Regions from separate parts of the Mus musculus genome. Here regions 2, 3 and 4 are each linked to region 1. A link is a contact called in public HiChIP or PLAC-seq and promoter capture Hi-C data. All regions are on one chromosome and are shown on one strand. Each heading gives the region's core, a stretch centred on a gene start, on an enhancer-like site or on the middle of the called end of the contact. The rest is flanking DNA. Distances are from core to core; before and after follow the strand shown.

Region 1 (3,176 bases), core at 443-2,942:
GGGGGCCTTAACTCCAGACACTGAGGGGTCTGCTGGGGTCTCTGGAGGTTAGAGTCTTTCTCAAGCTGTAGAATTTATCACCCAGTTCTCATGGGAAAAAAAAATGTAAAATTGCTCTCCTTGGCCACCCTAGCTTGGCAATCAGACCAACTGTCAGTTAATTAGGTCCCCTTGACGCTCCAGGGAAATAGAGAGAGGACCAGGTAATTGAGGCTGGAGCGGCTGCTGCCAAAGGCTGCTTAGGCCCAGGCTTCAGCCCACCCCAACCAAGCACCCCAAGACCAAGACATGCTTTGCCCACTTTTTACTGCTCTCCCTCTTCAGAGCCATTGGCATCTCAGCAACAAGTGTCCTTGCTAGGTCGAGGAGAACAGACCTCTGCCTCCGACACTCTCCCTCACACCTTTGTAGGTCTCCCAACCCTCAAGGAAGAGATGTCAGCTCACTCCCTGGGGTTGCAGTTCCAGGTCTTGAGAGCAGAGAGTAGTCAGAATAACGTTCTGGGGACACCCCACCACCACCAACAACTAGGCCTATAGGGTGAGACTGTGGCCCTCTAGACCATGAGTGGTTGAAGTGACAGCCTCAGACGCCAGAGCTGTTTGTATCTGTCCATGGGATACCACCAGGGTGATGGGGTCTCTGCGGGGAATAAATGACTAGCCTAGCGGGGCTATATAAGAGCCAAAAGGGCAGTCCCGAGAACTGATTGATAGTCTCCGGACGCTCACTGCAGGAATTCTCCCGCCCAAGATAGGCTTAAAGGTCCGGAGAAAAGTTGCTAGGAGTCTCCGGCGAACTTCCAGTCCTGTGGGGCGCCCCATTGCAGTCCAGGCTGGATCCAACATGGGACGGGACGGACTGTGCTGGGGTGGGGGAATATGTGTTGGGGGTGATACGTGGATGGGGCGCGGCCCCCTTACCATCTCCACCTGTCGGGGGTCGAGCTGGCTCGGGGGCGCGGGCACAGAGAACTGAATCTTCTTGCGGTCCTTGGGGTCCATGGCGGGCGGCTGAGCGTTCTTGGGGTGTCTGGCTGAGCCCTGCTCGGCTGTCCGGAGCTGCGGGTGGCGCGTGCTGCGCGGAGGAGGAGGAGGAGCACTGTCCCCGCACCCAGGAAAATCCCGCGCTCCACGAGGAGAACGCGCGACGGTCGGGAGGACTGAACAGCGGGGCTCGCCTGCAGCGCCGGGCTCAGCGTCCCCAGGTCAGAGCTCAGGATCCCCGCGCCTTAGCTGCGCGCCACCGGTTTGGGGCGCGGGGCTCTGGCTGCCGGCCTGAGCTATCTCGGCGGGCTGCCCTCGGCCTTGCTCTACCAGCTTCTGTCTATCCCCCACTCTGCCTTCTTCCTCTCCGCGCCTCTGCCGCTACTGGCTGCACCCCACAGGTCCCAACCCTGGGGTCCCAGCCCGTCCTCTCTGCCAGGGACTGGCGCCCAGGCGTTTGGAGGGAGGGCTTAGGGGAAAGCGGCCAATGAGCATCGAGAAGCGTGTTCTCCCGGGCTGGGAGGAGGGTGCGGAGTGGGAGCCAGGGCTAGGGGAGCGGCCCGGGGGCCCCCTGCAGTATCCCCAGAACTCGGCGTTGTATTATTAATGAAGTCCAGCGGTGACGCTAAGGGGAGGGGGCAGGGGCAGCTGCAGCCGGGACTCTGGCTTTAACCTCTTCGCCCACCCCCCCTCGGGACGTGGACTTTTAAGGGAGGCCCGTGAGGTCGAGAAGAGAGTGCCAGCATGTCACGCTGTGAATGGGGGTGTCCTAGAAAGCGAGTGTGAGAGAGGTGTGCGTGGGAGGACACCTGTCAGTCATCATCGTGGTAGGGAGTATGTGCAAGTGAATGCTAGAGGCCTGGAGTGCTGTAGCTGGGGAGGGTGGGGGTCGGTGCGGTGTGAGCGTGTGAGTCTATGTAAGTGTGTCAGAGTGTCAAAGATGCGGGTGTGAGTGGCAGCGTGTGGGAGGACTGCGTGTGTGCGGGGGAGGGTGTGGGTGTGGAGGAGGATGTCAGAGACTGTCAAGGTGATGGGCAGGCGGGTGCCAGCTTGCGGGGGGGGGGGTGGTATGCAGGAGAGGGGCTTGAGGCTGTGAATGTGAGAGCAAATTCCGGGGGGGGGGGGGAATGAGTCCCTGCCACAATGTACCCAGCATTCACGTGTCTCTTGCCTTTTCTCCGCAGCTACTGGGGGAGGGGACAGAATCAGCCCAGGGGCAGGGTTGGGGGGCTGCCTTCCCCGTACACGTGCTATCACATGTGTGGGCTTGGTGCGTTGGGGAACAGAGCTGGGGGTGTGTGATCATTCTGAGGTGCCAGTCTCTTCTACAGAGGTGTGTGTGTGTGTGTGTGTGTGTGTGTGTGATGGAGAAGAGGGGCTACTTTGTGGGTTAAGTACCCTTGTTTATCTGTCCAAGCCCTTGAGTCTCTCCGCAGGAGCTGGCACTACCCTCTCTGAGGCTGGCGAGGACTGAGTGCCTCTCTGTAGTGCCCAGAAGGGGTGTGTGTGTGGACCTGTGCCTGTCTGTGCCCTCCTGGGGTTCTGTTTGTGTTGGCTGTCCTCTCTTCTGGTCACTCTTAGGCCAGGAACAGCAGGAGCCCTCCCCACCACACCCGTAACTCCACAGGCAACTTTTCCACTCCTAGCCGGGCACTCTGGCCCCAGGGGTAGACTGAGAGGCCAATGGAGTCTTATGGAAATGAGGTCAGGGGCATGCTGTTCTGCCCCAGACTCAGTGCCCTCTGGGGGAAGAGAGAGAGAGAGAGAGAGAGAGAGAGAGAGAGAGAGAGAGAGAGAGAGAGAGAGAGAGCGCATCAGGGGCCAAGCTTTGCTCTTGGGAATAGGATGTTCTGGTGGACAGGCTCCATGTCCTCCAGCCTAGGCCTGGCCACAGTTTGTTGACTTACATATTTTCTGGGGTGCTGTCCCTGGACATGGGCATCTCTGCCAGTTCCTAGCTTGGCCCAGGACCCCTCTTCCAGATGGGGTGTGGTGAGGAATGGCAAAACCCAGCCTGTTGTTATGTTGGGAGGATCAAGAGAGTCGCTGGGCAGCCTTTAGGTCAAAGTGGGGGTAGGAGGCTGGAGTTCCCCTGCGCTGGGGTCGCTGTGAAAGGGTATGTGGTGGGTAAAGGAGGCAGAGGACAGGGATGAGGCTGCGACCCCCAATGGTACCTCAGTGCCCATTAGA
Region 2 (3,355 bases), core at 385-2,884, 740 kb before region 1:
GCAGAACGAGGGGTAAAATGGCTCGGGATGAAAGCACACCAGTTCCCTGCACTGACTTTCAGAAAACAGGCATAAGAAGGTCCCTTCATGACTGTCCATGAGGCTGGCGTTACCCTAATGCCCAAGCCAAAAGTATAACAAGGATAAGACAGTTGCACACCGATAACCCTCATGAGCACAGGAGCCAACTTCTTCCCCAAAATATTATCAAATCCAAAAAAGATGAAGCAGTCTAAGGAGATCTACCCCAGGCATGCCGATGCAAGATGGGAACCCATCACGGCGTCAGACTGAGGAAGACAGTCCTACCAAACATAGACAGGTATGTCATCCTGTTGGCAATACTGGCTGCGTCCAAAAGTGGGAGTGGAGAGAAGAGATGGGCCGCTGAAACTGAAATCAGTGTTCTGGGCTAGTTAAGCTGGAGGAAGTGGCTAAGTGTGAACCAAAAATGGTTAACTGCAGAGAGAGAAAATTTTTTTAAAAAAATCAAATCTAGGGCTTCCTACACGCTGGGCAAGCAACAACGGAGCTCCAATGGCAGAGCCATTTCTCCTCCATGTAGCCCACCCTTCCACCCAAGAAACTCAGCAGTCTTCCCTCCTACTCGCCCATAAAGCTAAAGCCTACAGACCATGTCCACCTTAGCTTGCCGCAGCTAGCCAGTTTCTTCCTTCAAGGATACATTAGGTATTCGTCAAGTCTGGCATCTGCTGCATCATATGAATACCGGAGGACGCCTTTCAATGTTACCTGTACCGCTTGACCCTAGCTTCCTCCTGTGGCAGGCGCACTGTCGCATCATGGGTCTTCAGAAACAATCCAGAAAGTAGACTGCAGAGCCCAACGGAGATGCTGAGCCACCCACTCTCAAGATCAGGCTGAAAACACTTTCCTCCAACCTGCTCAGATGGGGGTCTGAGTGTCCCTCACCCTGGCTGGACATTCCCTAACAGCATCCTAAGGAACCCCTGGCAGGGAGGAAGTCGTAGACATGGAAATAGGAGAGGATGCTTAGCAGAGCTTCCTAGGAGGGTGAATCATTGAGAAGCAGGATATCAAGCCCTAGGCAGAGCCCTCCAGGGCCTTCCACTTCTTCCCTTAGGCCAGAAGCCTTGTTCCCAGGCTGGAGGTGGCCTTACAACAGGACAGAAGGAAGAAAAGACCATGAGTGAGCCTCACAGAGGCATCCAGAGCCATAGCATAGGTCTGGGGAAGGGTTTCCTACCCACTAGCGTCCTTTACCAAGACCCAAGCTCTCCCTTCTCACTGTCTCTGCCAACCTACTGTTTCCTCCTTCCTACATAAGGTGAGAGGGAGGCCAGCGGCAGCACAACTCTGTCTAGGCATCACGGTACACGGGAGGGCCAAGTTAGGAGCTTGGGGCCCCTACACACACACACACACACACACACACACACACACACTCACTTACTCATCCCTAACCGGTGCTTGCATCCCCCACCCCTAACACACACCTCTCCCAGCCTGTTCCTGCCCCACCTGAGCAGTTAGGACACCTCTGGGGCGGGGCCAGCGACTGTCAAGGCCACGTGTAGGGCCATAGGGGAGAAGCGGGGCGGGCAGAAGGCGGGCTATTTTTAAGGCGAGTAAGGTTTGCTGGCTCCTCCTCTTGCAGTTTACCTGGCCTCAGCACAGTTCAATCCTGAGAGTCTTGAGTGGAACAGCGGCCACGAGCAGGTAGGTGTTTTACTCACTGGGTGAGGTTGGGGGAACCTAGTTCTGTCTGAGCTTAAACTAGAGCTAAGTCTGCATCCCGGGTGCACAGCTAATAGAATCCAAGGCCACGAAAGAAAAAGCTGGCCTTGGGATCTTGGACATCAGATTAGAGCCTGGATAGACCCAGGTCTCCTAACTCCTAAACAGAGCACTAAGCCAGTCTAGGAGGCTGTCCTCTGCCTGCTGCCCTAAGTGAAGCCACATGGCTTCTAGGGAGGCAAGGGACAATGAGGAAGGAGTAGGCTCAAATGATGGGTATCCTGGGCTTGTGTGGTGGGGGGAGACTGGGACTCCATCCTCTGCCTTCTCTACCTGGGCTCCTATGAGGTAAACCAGGATGACCATGAGGGCTTTCCAGCTGCCCCAGGAGTTCCCTGCCCCCCAGAGTTTTGAGGAGGGAAAGTGAAAGGAACAAGAGTTAGATTCTGAAGACGAGAAGGTAGGAGGGAGCTGTAAATAGGGCAGAGATAACTGGAATCCTTCCTAAGACACACACACACATACAATCTGAGCCCAGGCACTCCTCTCTAAGACGTAGAGCAGGGCTGGGAGGCCCTGGAGTGTATAGCCACATCTCAGAGGAGCAGACAGAGTCTGAGCCTGAGCCCAGGGGTGACTTGGGAAGGTCAAATGAGAAGGTGCAGAAGGGTTTCCTGTTCTCAGCATCTCTCCCTGAAGTTCAGTATCTGCTGGGTCCAGACAGAGAATAGAGGGTGATCCTGTGGGACATTTAGAGACAAGAGTACCTCCCACGAGATTCAGGACATACACTTGTAGCCTGGGCAAGACCCTCAGCCCTGTCAGCACTCCCCCATCAGAACTGTTGGGAAAAAGAGTGAGGGTCTGTTAATTATCAAGTCACCATCAGACAGATAAAACCTCTGAGATCTGCTCAGAGAAGGACGTATCCTTATGCACAAAGGCAGCGGCTGGGCCACCTTGAGTCCTGGTCGTGGGGAATGCTCAGCTTCAAGTACACCCTGCTCGGAGTCTCCCAGCTTCCTCTTTAGGCCTGGCAGTGAATCCTGCCAGCTGTGCCTGGCTCCTTGGACTCTTGGAGACTTTGTGGGAAAAGCTGTGTCTTGGGCTCTGTGTCCTCGGCTGCCCCCAAGGAAGGCGCTCAGAGGCCAGCACCATTCCACTGCCATTTGTAGATTTGATTCACCACATGACTTCTCCACACCAGCATGAGCGCCCCCTCCTCTTGTTCCCCACCACTACCCAACCCCCCCCCCCTGCTTCCAGGACCCAGCCAAGAAGTCTGATAACAAAGCCATAGGCACCTGGGGCGGGGCAGGGGGGGTTCCAGACACGCCTGGCTTTTTGTCATTAGGCATACCATGGCCCTATCTCTGTGTCCCCTCTGCCTTTAAACTCTGTGTAGCTGAAGGAGTTAAGATTACAAACGGTCCAAGGCCTAGATTTGAATCTCAAATATGAAGCCTCTTGGGGTTTTGTGGGTTATTTGATTGCTTGGTTGGGGGATGAGGGATGGGGGAATTGAGACAGGGACTCATCTATCTCAAGGTAGCCTTGAACTTGCTATGTAGCTCCTCCTCCTGCCTGTACATCTCTAGTGCTGCAATTACAGGTGTGTGCACCACCCCCAACCCCT
Region 3 (3,025 bases), core at 464-2,963, 690 kb before region 1:
AGACCGAGAAAAAGAGAAGTCGGGGCTGTTTGGTGAAACTGGAAGTTGAGAGATACGGCAGGAAATAGCAGACGGACAAGAGAAAGGTTCCAAGAAGAAACGGAGAAAGGTCCACCGACAAGTGGACAAAGGAGAAGGAATAAATGCAAGATCTGTCTGTCTAGCCCTCCTCTCTTCTCAGTCCCATATACCCAAGGGGTCTGCAACTCGGGACCAGCAACCAGCATTTCCCTCCAACCCCCTCAGATGGCACCTGCCAGAAGGAAGGAGCAAGAAACCTGGATGTGCCAACCTGGCAGAAAGAGCCCTGCCTTCTCTTCCTTTGCTTTCTGAGCCTTTGGGGGAAGTCCAAGTCGCATGTTCTTTACCCCAGAGGTTCTTCTGAATTGTATGTCCCACTTCACCCCAGGGTGATGAGTGAAAGGCCCAGCCCCTGGCTCCTCACACCTCTCACCTGAGACTGGGTGTGTGGATCAGGCTCTGGATCAGGAACAGAAAGGAACCGTCCCAACACACACACACACACACACACACACACACACACACACACTGCCTCCCGCTCGAATACACATACCATCCTTATCACACAAACGTGCACAAGCACACCATCCTTATCACCCCCACAGACACTTGCACACACGTATGCACATGCGCATGTACACACACACCATCCTTATCACCCCCCACAGACACATGCACACACGTATGCACATGTGCATGTACACACACACACACACACACACACACACACACACGCACGCACACCTTATCATCGCAGTCATCTAACTCTAGATGACAAATGTAACTGAATCAGGTCATTTAACTTACCTCAGGAGCCAGGCTTACCACTGAGGCCAAGGCCCCTCTTCCCAAAGAAGTACTTAGGAGGTTTGAGATGAAGAGGTGGGGTAGGTTTCCCTCGACCAGTGGCAACTGGTGCTGGGATTAAATGCCAGCATTCTTGGCTGTTTCTAAGCTCTGCCACGTACCTCCCTTCTCCTCAACTCACAGGGGGCATTGACGGGCCTTCCAGGCCAGCCAGAATGGGAACTAAGTTGCAGGGAGGAGGGTGTTTGGGAAATGTGGCCGAGGGAAGGTAGGTGTACCTTACCAGAGGTCTGCAGGCTTTCCTGGATGGCTTCGATTTCCGACAGCTCCGTGCACACGCCTTGCCCGTGCATCAATGTACGCAGGGGCTTCTCCACCCCCCGGGGAGGGTAGCAGCGCATGCCTGAGCCACAGCGTGGGGTGTACACCCCGCAGGGCATCCCCAAGCCCAGGGCGCAAGTGGCGCAACAACCGCAGCCTGGCTCCCGCACCAACTCCTCGCAACCCACGGGGGGGCGGCAGCGCGCCAGCTTCTCCTCGGAGCAAGGGGGGCAGTGGATGGCTTCGTCGCCCAGGCTCGGCCGAGGCCCTGCGGCCAGCAGCAGGGCGGCCACGAGGCCGAAGGGCAGCATGGCGAGGACGAGGGTGGGGCGCAGGAGGGGAGCGCGGGCTCGCGAGCGGGCTGCAAGGGACCCGGAGGCAGCGCCCAGAGAGCTTAGAGAACCAGACCCGGAGGGCGCAGGGACACGGGGCGACCCCGGCAGGCAGAGACGGAGCCGGGGAAGTTAGCAAGCACGCTGGAGCAGAGCGAGCCTGGCCACCGAGGCGCTGCGCTGCATCCTCGGCCGGCCCAGCAGGCGGCGGGGGGCAGGGGGCTGAGCGGCTGCCCGGGACCGGCTCCCGGGACTTTATACCGGCCCCCTGGCCACACCCCCAGCGCCGTCCCCGAGGTGGGAGAGCAGGGGAGGGCGAGGGGGAACTGGAGCAATGGAGCGGGAGAAGAGGCCGTTAGGGGGGAGGGGGCGCTGGCCTGAGTCGCCGCCACCGCTACAACATCTGAAAGTCCTTTGCCCCGCCGAAGAAAGCGACGCAGTTTGGAAGCGGTGGCCTGCGCGCGGAGAGCCTCTGAGCTGGACCCTGAAGAGGAAGCAGGGCGAGGGGAAACGAAGGGGATGTTGCTTTGCCCCCCTCCCTCGACCTCGAAGGAGTCCTTCCCAGACACCTAGGAGATCCTCCTGCTGCCACAGAAAACCTGACCTCATAGCGGATTCAAGATTCTCTTGTTCAGTTCCCATCCCTGGCCAGAGTCCTCCGGTCACCCCCACCCACCCCCCGGGTATGTCCAGTCAACCTCTAGAGACCGCGCTAAAGTGGGACAAGGCGACTAAGCACTCTGTAAAGGGTCCAGGAGAGTTCTGGCCTCAAGGTGCTAATAGGCAGTCTTCTCACTTGCCCCTGAACCCCTGTCGCTTGACCCCCGCCCCTGGTTCCATTTGGGCCTTGCTGCACTCTGCTTCCAGAACTCCAGAACAAAGTGCCAAGCCTCTTCCTCCTTCCTAGATGTTGTTCCCTCTACCGCCCTGCTTAGATTCTGGAAGGAGACTGCCATTGGCTTTGTACAAGATGTGAGTCGAACAACTCCAGGGGGCTCCACTTCATGTACTCATTGTGTGTTTGCATAGTTACTGCAACAGTTTCCCAGTAGATGGCAGTCAAAGATTTCCAGAAAGAGAAGCGGCCTTTTAATTTTCCCGACGCCACTTTGCCCCTGGGTGATAAAGGGATTATTGATAAATATATCCCTTCCCCTCGCAGCAATTCTGTTGGAAACGGGAATTGATCTAGAGTCGCGTTTGGAGGAGAGACCCACCTCCTACCACCTTCTTTTTCATTTCTCCCTACGCCTCCTCATCCTCCCCAACCAAGGAGTTCGCTTCTTGTGTCTGTCCAGGCACAGTCGGAGGACCGAAGGATTTTGCGGGTGGATGGGGTCCGGAAGGGTTGGGCTAAACATCCAAGGAGCAACCAACCTAAAGATTTCCTAGACCTCTTCCGGTTCTTTGTCCCAGAGTCGGGGTCTTTCAGCCTCGGAGGAATTAGGCCACCTCCCACTTTCTGCACCGCAGACTGTTGGCGCGGTTGGAGGGAGAAAGGCACCAAGACCCGGACCTGGAAGACTGATCAAAAAGTTGCGAAC
Region 4 (3,324 bases), core at 815-3,314, 770 kb after region 1:
GCAGGGTCTCACCATGAATGCCTGGCTAGCCTAGAACTCACAGATGAAGACTGGACTGGCTTAAAATTTGCATAGATCCTCCTGCCTTCCAAATCTAGGATAAGAGATGTGCACCTTTATTTCTGATATGTGGCTAATGTGGCAAGATTAAATTAGAGACCATGGCTAAAGCCTGAGGATGCTCCTCCCCTTGGATGGGCATAGAATATGGATGGGAAAACATTGCCCCTTGGGTAGGGGTGATTTTGGATTGGGAAGACCCCAAAGGCAGAGGGGTCTTATAGAGCAGTGTGAAGGTCTGAAGGGAGGAGAGGTGTGTGCCAGACTCAAGGCTTAATAGCTGTGACCCCCTCCTGTGCACAAGGCCCGCTGGGTACTGATGCCTATCTTGGGCAGGCAGCCAGGTAGGGAGCTGGAAGGGTGCCCAGTGAGTGCCCAGAGGCCAAAAGATGGTCACCATCCAGTTGGCAGAGGGAGAAGCAGCTGGCCTAGAAGAGAAGTCAGGGTCTTAACTGCTTAGTGTTGTGTGCCCAGACCTTGTGTCCAGGACACAGCTCTTGGCTGCCCTCCTGAGATGACCAAATGGAGCTGAGAGTCCCCTCCCACTGCCTTGCCCTGCCACCTGAGTTAGTGGAACTGGACATTGATCTGTAAGGGGCAGTTGGGATCTTGCCCCTAGCTGGGCACGGGACTGGCTCAGAGGCAAGCAAGCCTAGGGGCGGGCAGAAAAGTAGGAGAGCCCAGATTAAGGCTGGGACTGGGTAGACCAAGAAGTGGGGAAACCGGTTTGTCATCTGGGCCACTTGGGGTGGGGTCTCCTCTCCTGAGCCCGGTCTGCCAGTCATTCTGCCAGGTGGCCTGTAGGGAAGAGATGCAGGCACTGGGTGGCATTTTCTTGACCATCTGAACTGCCTTTGGGAATGCCAGGAGTAAATAAAACGGGCAGAAAGCTCAGCCCACCTGCCTCTCTTGAAAAGAAGCTTCCGAGAGAGGGAACTGGCCACAGAACCCGAGGGAAGGAAGCAGGGAGAAGCCTGAGTTCCAAAGGTCATCGTGTGTCTGGGTCCGAGCTGGAGATGGAGAAGTTTGTATCATCCGCAGGTAGGCCCAGTAAGGTGAACCAGGGTGGGGCACTCCTCCTGGCGCACTACAAGCTGCTTTGGAGATGGCAAAGGTGTCCCCAGAAGAGGCGTGAAAAGACAGAGTCTGTGACGGCCTACTTTGGGGTCCACTTCAGAAGGGATCAGTGTCTCTTCAATCTCACGCAGTACCTGCTCACGCCTGCGGTAGGGGCAGGAATCCGAAGTAGGGGCCAGGAGGACGTCCAGCAGGGGGCGTCTGGGAGCCAGGTCCCTGGCCCAGTGGTAGCTGAGGAAGGGGGAAGGGCAGAGGTGAGGAGGCGCGACCATAGAGGGGTACGCTGCACTGGGGGTGGGGGGGGGTAGGTGTCTCGGCTCTCCAGGCGTAGAACGACTGTGGCGCTCCGAGGTCACCTTGGCTGGAGCGATCCCTGATTCTCTCGTCCCCTCCCCAGCCTCAAGCCCTGCTTCAACGAACCCGAAGTGCTTTTTTTATTTTTTGTCCCAAAGCGTTGAGGGTGCTTGGAGACCCAAAGAGTCACCTCCCCAGGTGCCTCTTTCGAGGCCACTCTGGGGTCAACGCATTTGTCTCTACCGCAGCAGGAGGACCGCTGAGGGTGGGGGAAGCAGGTGGAGTTTGGGGGGGGGGGAGGAGCGTGAGCGCGCCCCGCACCCTAGTCCGGGCGGCGCGCTGCGGGATCCGGGTGTGCTGCTGGAGGGCGCGAGGAGGCGCAGTGCCCCTTCCCTTCCCCCGCTCCCCGCCACCCCCGGCGGCCCTTTGTACCATCCGGCCACACGCGCGTGCCCGCATCGTGCGCGCTCCCGCCCGCAGTGACACACCCGCGCCGGCCGCACGCGCGCACTCGCGCGCACACACACAGAGACACACACACACACACTCGCTCTCGCACACTCGGTGACACGCCCGCGCGCGCGCGCACCCACACGCCCGGCCGCCGGCGCCCTCCCAAGCTGGTCCACCCCGGCGGGGCCCGCGCCCCCGGCCCGCCCGCCTGGCACCGCGCCCCGGGGCTGGGGCCGAGCGAGAAGCCCGCGAGGCGGCGAGAGGGCGAGCGCCAGGCAGGCCGGCCCGGGGCCCCCGCCCCCCGCGCCCCCGCCCGATGGGGAACGCTCCGTCCCAAGGCATGTCCCTGTCTCTCTCCTCCCTAATGTGCCTCCATGCTTAAGTGGAAGGTATTTCTGTTTTCTTTGTGTGTTTTCCCCTCGGCCGGGGGCGGGGGCGGCGGCCGGGCCCGGGAGGCGGCGGCCGGCCGGGCGAGGGATGCTCTGGGCGCAGGTGTTACGGGGGGCAGGGTACCGCTGCGCGCCGGGCTGGGACGGGCCAGGGAGGGAGAGCGCAGGGAGCAGAGAGGGTCTGGAGCCGGCGAAGCTGGGGACCCGGCGGGAAGGGCCTCGCGGTGCCCGGGGGGAGGGGACCTGGGGTTACAATGTAAGGGGGAGGGGTGGGTGAAGGGGGATGGCGAAGAGAGTCGGGGGGAGGGGAGGGGTCCATGCGAGGTGGAAGCTAGGGTTGTTGAAGGGGGAAGGGACAAGGGATGAATGCAAGAGAACCACATCCCGCCTCAGCTCTCAGAATGGGGTGCAGGCGCTGGGCTGGTAGTGCTGGACCCTTCGTGCCAGTCCCTCAGGGAAGCAGCGGACTGAGAGCGCTCTGGGTTTGGTTGTGTTGCCAGGATACAAAGCTGCATTCTACACCCCACCCCCTGCACCTCGAGGCCCTAGCCCTGGAGACCTCCTAGCCTCCACAGGAGTTGCAGAAACTGGGGACCTGCTCCCGGCTTGCTGGGTGGTGGGTAGGGAGGGCCCTGGAGAGGGAGGGATCGAGGGAGGGGCTTCTGGATCTTAAATCCTCCCCTTGCAGACGCAAGGGGTAAAGAAGGGCGCCCCCAGCTGGGTAGGGCGTCCGGGGTGATGTGGAGGTGGGGACTGCAGGGGGCTGGAAAAGTAGAGGGGCGGGGCTGGGGAGGGGACTCGCGTGGCCCCCCCTCCCCTCCCACGCACCCCCCTGCTACGTCAGAAGCTCCTGGGCCAGCTCCGAGTCCTGTCGGTGGGGGCAGCAGGATGCTGGTGGCAGTAGAGGGGGCCGGCCGGGTGCCTCCGCAGCTCAGCTGGCAGGGCCCTGTGGGGCGTGTGTGGCTGCTGGTGCGCGCCCCCAGCCCCACGCCTCCCCATGCAGCCCTGGCAGTGCCTCCGGCGCTTCGCCCTGGCCTGGTGGGAGAGGACC

The links. Promoter capture Hi-C pulls out the DNA fragments that hold promoters and counts their contacts. HiChIP or PLAC-seq counts read pairs in DNA pulled down with a chosen protein or histone mark.
Region 2: a contact with region 1 is called in a FOXA1 HiChIP or PLAC-seq map of pancreatic cancer cells. The contact joins the promoter of Tns4 here to the promoter of Ppp1r1b in region 1. A contact is called at or near these places in 1 of 39 promoter capture datasets (liver) and 1 of 115 datasets of contacts at active chromatin or transcription factors (pancreatic cancer cells).
Region 3: a promoter capture Hi-C map of liver shows a contact between it and region 1, with 4 times the contacts expected there. The contact joins the promoter of Igfbp4 here to the promoter of Ppp1r1b in region 1.
Region 4: a contact with region 1 is called in a FOXA1 HiChIP or PLAC-seq map of pancreatic cancer cells. The contact joins the promoter of Srcin1 here to the promoter of Ppp1r1b in region 1.

Annotation. Positions count from the first base shown.
Region 1 is chr11:98,346,922-98,350,097 of GRCm38.p6, reverse strand. It overlaps Ppp1r1b (protein phosphatase 1, regulatory inhibitor subunit 1B), which reads right to left and starts at 1,692. Exons shown (of 7, transcript NM_144828.2): 1 at 924-1,692. The coding sequence starts at 1,004.
Region 2 is chr11:99,087,585-99,090,939 of GRCm38.p6, reverse strand. It overlaps Tns4 (tensin 4), which reads left to right and starts at 1,634. Exons shown (of 13, transcript NM_172564.3): 1 at 1,634-1,701.
Region 3 is chr11:99,039,932-99,042,956 of GRCm38.p6, reverse strand. It overlaps Igfbp4 (insulin-like growth factor binding protein 4), which reads right to left and starts at 1,713. Exons shown (of 4, transcript NM_010517.4): 1 at 1,112-1,713. The coding sequence starts at 1,460.
Region 4 is chr11:97,573,866-97,577,189 of GRCm38.p6, reverse strand. It overlaps Srcin1 (SRC kinase signaling inhibitor 1), which reads left to right and starts at 2,064. Exons shown (of 20, transcript NM_018873.2): 1 at 2,064-2,222. The coding sequence starts at 2,201.